2 separate regions of the Urocitellus parryii genome follow, and region 2 is linked to region 1. A link is a contact called in public Hi-C data. All regions are on one chromosome and are shown on one strand. Each heading gives the region's core, a stretch centred on a gene start, on an enhancer-like site or on the middle of the called end of the contact. The rest is flanking DNA. Distances are from core to core; before and after follow the strand shown. Region 1 holds the start of Rbm15b (RNA binding motif protein 15B). Region 2 holds the start of Tex264 (testis expressed 264, ER-phagy receptor).

Region 1 (2,999 bases), core at 171-2,670:
CAGGCACCTCAGCCTGATGTTGGCGATTTGACACCCCCAACTCCTGTCAGTAGGGAGAGGCTAGAAGCTGCACAGTTCCTAAGTACAGAAGTTGAGTCTAAAGTACTTGGGAGGACTCCGTACAAGCAGAATAGGGTGCATGGAGTGTGGTTTTTCACAGTGATACCCATGTATTCAGTATTGGCATTTCTAAAACTTCAGCTCTTTGACCTCTTATTTGCTCATCAAGATTTGTGATCTAGGTCTAATGTTAGTACTACCCTCTGACACCTACTTGGAGTTTTGCTGCACTGGTTTATACAAATAAGCCATGAAAGAGCTGCTTTTTGCCTTTGTGTACCCTAGATAACAGTGGAGGTCCTTAGGGCTTATGGGGCTTATGGAATTCTAGTGTCTAGCTGCTCTCTGGCTATCAACAAGAATTGTGGCTCAGTTGAGACACTTGCTCTTCCCACCCACAGAAACCACCTGAAAAGACCTTTCCTCAGCTGGTCTTTACCCTCAGATCACTTCATCTGTGTGTTTGCTAAGTTTTCTGTTGCTAAAGGGCCTTCTTAACAGCTTGCCCATGGAGTTCACTGCTGTCTCTTCCAAGACCTTTCCTATTGTATCTGCTGAAATGCTTTCCGATTATAGGAGGAAAGAGCTGGGTGTGCTCTTCCTCATCCTACAGGTCTGCAATGGTTCCACCAACTATCCTTGGAGCACCCTGGCCCACCCCACCCCTCCCCTCCCGGGGGTGAACAAAGTTCTGGCCACTGAGATCAGCATGGCAAGCAATGGTTAACTACTGGCATCATCAACTTCTGGCTTCCTTTGCCCCTGGCGCCACAGCCCTGCCTTTCCAACTTGGATGCCCACAGCAGAAGGTTGGACCTAGTGGCACAAAGGAGCCTAGTCTGACTAAACTGCAGGTGCGTTATCTCTGCCTGAACCAGGCCCAGCCAGGTCTCACTGCGTTCATAGCCACGATTCTCAAGGCCTTTCCAGGACTACTACCTGAATGCAGAGAATGCTGGAGATGTGGGTTTTGGACAGGGATCAGGGATGTCAACTCTGGGCCCCAGTCAGAAGACAACATGGCAGGGGGTAGAAAAAATATACATAAAAAACCCGCTGGGTCAAGATCCCGGATTTTGACACCCATGGACAATCAGCACTGGTTCCAGCACCGGTAGAAGTTAGCCAGACTCCGGAGCACCTAAACTAGACTGAAAGCACGAGGCTCAGTCCACTGGGGCCGCGCGGTGGCGCCAAGGCGCGCTGTCCGACCCACTCCTTTCCTCGCAGCGAGATCACGTGGCACAAGGCGGCGCAACCCGATGACGTACGCCCAGAGTAGCCCTCTCCCCGCCCACAGAAGTCACGTGGTAAGTCCGGCGCAGCCTGACTACGCAACGCCCAGCCCCTCGGCGCCGCTCCCGCCCCGCCCCGCCGCCACTGCCGCGCCGAGTCCTTTTGTCCAAGATGGCGGCGCCGGGGGCGCTGCCTCCTGGGCCGCGGCTGCCGCCGCCACTGTGAAAGGCCTACGGGCCGCCCGCCCGCCGCGCCGGCGCCATGAAGCGGCAGAGCGAGCGAGACTCGAGCCCGAGCGGGCGTGGCTCGTCATCGTCGGCAAAGCGGCCGCGGGAGCGCGAACGGGAGGCGGAGGCGGGCGGGCGGCGAGCGGCGCACAAGGCCTCCGGCGGCGGCACCAAGCACCCTGTTCCAGTGCGAGCCCGCGACAAACCCCGCGGTAGCGGCGGCGGCGGAGGAGGAGGGCATCGCGACGGTCGGGGCGCCGGCGACGCTAATCACCGTGCGAGCAGCGGGCGCTCCTCAAGCTCTGGCGCCGGCGGTGGGGGACGCGGCGGCAAGGCCTCGGGGGACCCGGGCGCCTCGGGCGCGTCGCCCCGCGCGTCTCCACTGCCGCCGCCCCCACCACCTCCCGGGGCTGAACCTGCGGGTCCCGGCTCTACGGCCGCACCGGAATACAAGACGCTGCTCATCAGCAGCCTGAGTCCCGCGCTGCCTGCCGAGCACCTGGAGGACCGGCTCTTCCACCAGTTCAAGCGCTTTGGCGAGATCAGCCTACGCCTGTCGCACACTCCAGAGCTGGGCCGCGTGGCCTACGTGAACTTCCGGCACCCGCAGGACGCGCGCGAGGCCCGCCAGCACGCCCTGGCCCGCCAGCTGCTGCTGTACGACCGCCCGCTCAAGGTAGAGCCGGTGTACCTGCGCGGGGGTGGGGGCGGCGGCGGTGGCGGGAGCAGCCGGCGAAGCAGCAGCAGCAGCGCCGCTGCCTCCACGCCACCCCCTGGGCCGCCAGCGCCCGCCGACCCGCTCGGCTACTTGCCGCTCCATGGAGGCTATCAATACAAACAGCGCTCACTGTCCCCGGTAGCCGCCCCACCCCTGCGGGAACCCCGTGCCCGCCACGCTGCTGCAGCCTTCGCCCTGGATGCTGCCGCCGCAGCTGCTGTGGGTCTATCCCGGGAGCGGGCCTTGGACTACTACGGATTGTATGATGACCGCGGGCGCCCCTACGGCTACCCAGCAGTGTGTGAGGAGGACCTGATGCCTGAGGACGACCAGCGGGCCACTAGAAATCTCTTTATCGGGAACCTGGACCACAGCGTGTCTGAGGTGGAGCTGCGACGGGCCTTTGAGAAGTATGGCATTATTGAGGAGGTGGTCATCAAAAGGCCTGCCCGTGGTCAGGGTGGTGCTTACGCCTTTCTCAAGTTCCAGAACCTGGACATGGCCCACAGGGCTAAGGTGGCCATGTCGGGCCGGGTGATTGGCAGAAACCCCATAAAGATAGGCTATGGCAAGGCCAACCCCACTACTCGCCTGTGGGTGGGTGGCCTGGGACCTAACACCTCGCTGGCAGCTTTGGCCCGGGAGTTTGATCGCTTTGGAAGCATTCGGACCATTGATCATGTCAAAGGAGACAGCTTTGCCTACATCCAGTATGAGAGCCTGGACGCAGCCCAGGCCGCCTGTGCTAAAATGAGGGG
Region 2 (2,999 bases), core at 292-2,791, 230 kb after region 1:
AAGGCTAGCTCCCCTTCCACAACAGAGTGCTGAAGCTCCTAAGGCACACCCTCAACTTGATTTCCCACCCCAGCTAAAGGAACTGGGAAGAGAGAACAAGGTGAGAAAAGGCAACTTTAGACTTTTCCTGGAAGAAGCTCATCAACTTCTGAGAAGTAGAATTGATGGGCAAACCCTTTATGCAGATACTGTCTCTGAGCCAGTGCCATACTCCTCTTTGTGTCACAGAAAATGCTTCCAAATGTATACCTAATAGTCATGTGCTTGATTTTCATCATTAGAACCTGCTGGCCTGGCCCTGAGTTAGGGGACCAGCTGCCCATTCTGCCAGTCTCCCCAGGGTATGGGGACAGACTTAGCCCTGTGGTAAGATTTAGTCCCCTCTGCCTGTAGAAAGAAGAAATGTGAAGCAGACAGAGAGGGGGGGAAAGTCAGGATTTTGACTACCTTTGTGGGACCAGCCTGCCCTTTGCTCGTGTTGTAGTGGGATTCACAAGATACACTGCACACATGGCGTTTGACTTTTTCTACAGCCACCTTCATTGTGTTCCCTTTAGAGTGATCCCCCTCCCAAACAGCAGTCCTCATCAGAAGGACCAAGATTGTCCTTGGCCCAGCCTGTCTTGTTTATAAGCAGGCTTATGAGGGTAGTTGTCTCCTTCCCCACCTCCTTCACTGTAAACCTAGGCTTCTCAGGCTACCAGGGCTTTATCTTGGGCACCTAGCATAGTGCTTTGTGGTTCTGAGATAGAAGCTGAAGATTGAACCTGTCCTCAAGGAATTCGAAGTAGGTTAGGCTAAACCAGGTCAGAGTAGCCTTCCCAAGCCACATCCAGGGTACTGGAGGAGACTAAGGGAGGAATTCCCCCTGGAACTAGCTCCAAGAAGATGGGGATTTGGTTTTGTTTACTCAGTATCCCCAGCCCCTAGAACTGTCTGGCAGGAAGTGGTACTTGATAAATGTTGGATGGGAGAATGATTATTCCTGTGCCCACTGAAGGAAAGTTAGTGGGGGGTGAGTGGAAGCCAGAAGCAGATATTTATGTTGTTGAGAGGTTGGATCCACCAGTTTCTCCCCTGAGCCCAGAATGGGATTGAGCTTCTATAGCTTTAAAACGGAAGCAAGTGGCCTTGTGTTGCTTGGTTCCCAAGCATGTTATGAAACCTCAATTAGATAAACTGGCCAGAGTTAAGGGTTGTACCAATGCTAGAAGTTGACATTGCTGTGTCGCACCTTCCGAACCTGTACAAACAGTTTTCTACAGTCCCCGGACCCCCGCCTGACCCTTTATTGCGGGCCACCAGGCTGACTTCCCCCGCGTCTGGAGGTGGGCTGTCGCTGTAGAGCTTCCGCCAACCCAGATACCCTGGGGTGTTGTTCAGTCAACCCTCTGCAGCCCGTTTGCTTGCTGGAGGGGGGAAGGTACACTGTGGGCTCCACCCCAGCCAAGTCCCTGGGATTGGCGCGCGCGCGTTGCTACGGAGACGGGGCGGGGCCGCCCCCTGGGTCCCGAGCGCACGCGCCCACGGCCACGGCCACGTCCCGCCGCGAGAGGGGGCGGAGCGAGCGTGAGCGGCGGGCGCGCGCAGGCTCCGCGACCGATCCCCAAGCTGCCTGTGTAGGGCGGCGTCCGTGGGATGGCTGCTGAGGTGAGGGCCGGGCCAGAGAGGCGTCCCCGCCGGGGCGTGGGCCTGGGGCCACGGTCCTCCCAGGCGTGACCTCAGGGCTCCCCGCGACCCTTTCGTGGCCCCCTGCGACCTAGGCCACCCTTTGCATATCGTCTTGTCCACAGCTGGCCCCGGTCAGGTCCGAGGCCCTGAATGCGACTTTGGGCCAGCCCTTCCCACCTTAGGTCACCCACTACCTCAGTCGCGGGTACGGGGCTTGTCTAGGGGCAGTGGAGCTGGGGAAGAAACGGAGGCATGAGTCACCTTTTAAGTCCATCTAATTCACGAGGCCGCGCCTCGCCGCCCCGCTGCAAACTTTAGCGTCCCTTAAGTTGCAGAGGTGCGTGGAGCTACAAGAGCCGTGAGCGGAGAGAAAGAGGCTAGACATATAGTCAAGGCTTCCGGCCAGCAAGGGCTGGAAGCCGAGAGCGAGAGGCGGCGCCCTCTAGAGCGCGCGGGCCCCTCAGAGCCGCTGTCTTGCCTCTTAGTTCTAGAGCCAAAGTTTTGCCAGCGCGGGGCCCTTTAAGGCCGGTCGTCCAAGGACCGGCCCTCCTCCAAGGCGCATGTGAGCGGCCTCAGGAAGCTCGCGCCGGCCGCCAGCCCCCATACTCACCCAGCCCCCATGCACACCCGCTTGAGTGGTTAGGCGTCTGAATCTGGGGCCTCTGATCCGAGGGTAAACTGAGGCCAGAGAAAGGACACATCCTTCCCAAGGTTAGTGGCAGGGCTGTTTGGGCACCAAGTGTGGTGGCTGGAACCCACCAGGAAGAGGGGTATGAGGAAGGCTCTAGAGAAGATCCAGACGTTGTGAGGGTGGGTTTGGCTTCTGATTTCCCCGAGGTTTTGAGTATGGGGTGGTGGGTGCTTGCAGAGGACCTGGTGGGCTTTCCTTGGGAAGGGGTTAGTCAGGGCGTGGAGCCCTGCCCAGTGGTTATTTCCTGGGCTGGAGTGACTCTTCCTTTCTGCCCCCAGCACTGGAGCACTTGGCCCCTGCTGCGCTGGATACTATGAGTTGCTAAAAGTGAACCTGGCTTTTCAGGTGAGCCTCCCCAGCCCTTCTTCCCTTTATCTTTTGTGTAAGGGGGAAATTAACATTTCCCTTCTTCCTTTCTACGTGCTTTAAAGCTCTGCTCCCACACCCTGCAGGAACATTTACCCCCTTTCTGAGTGGTTTGGGAGAGGCAAAAGAAAGGTGGGAGTTAAATTCCTTTGAAATAGAGGTGTACAGAAGAGAGTAGCACAGAGTAAGAGCTTGTCACTCCTAGAGCAATCCGTGTCCTTGATGCTGAGAGCTTCAGGTCTTGTTCAGAGATGTCCAACCTGGATTAAAT

What was found. Hi-C and Micro-C count contacts between places; a contact is called where the count stands out from the background.
Region 2: a contact with region 1 is called in a Hi-C map of liver, with 4 times the contacts expected there. The contact joins the promoter of Tex264 here to the promoter of Rbm15b in region 1. A contact is called at or near these places in 2 of 2 Hi-C or Micro-C datasets (liver and muscle).

What each region holds. Positions count from the first base shown.
Region 1 is chr2:94,016,868-94,019,866 of mUroPar1.hap1, forward strand. Rbm15b (RNA binding motif protein 15B) reads left to right here and starts at 1,421. Exons shown (of 1, transcript XM_026383766.2): 1 at 1,421-2,999. The coding sequence starts at 1,558.
Region 2 is chr2:94,244,929-94,247,927 of mUroPar1.hap1, forward strand. Tex264 (testis expressed 264, ER-phagy receptor) reads left to right here and starts at 1,542. Exons shown (of 6, transcript XM_026383843.2): 1 at 1,542-1,650; 2 at 2,641-2,707.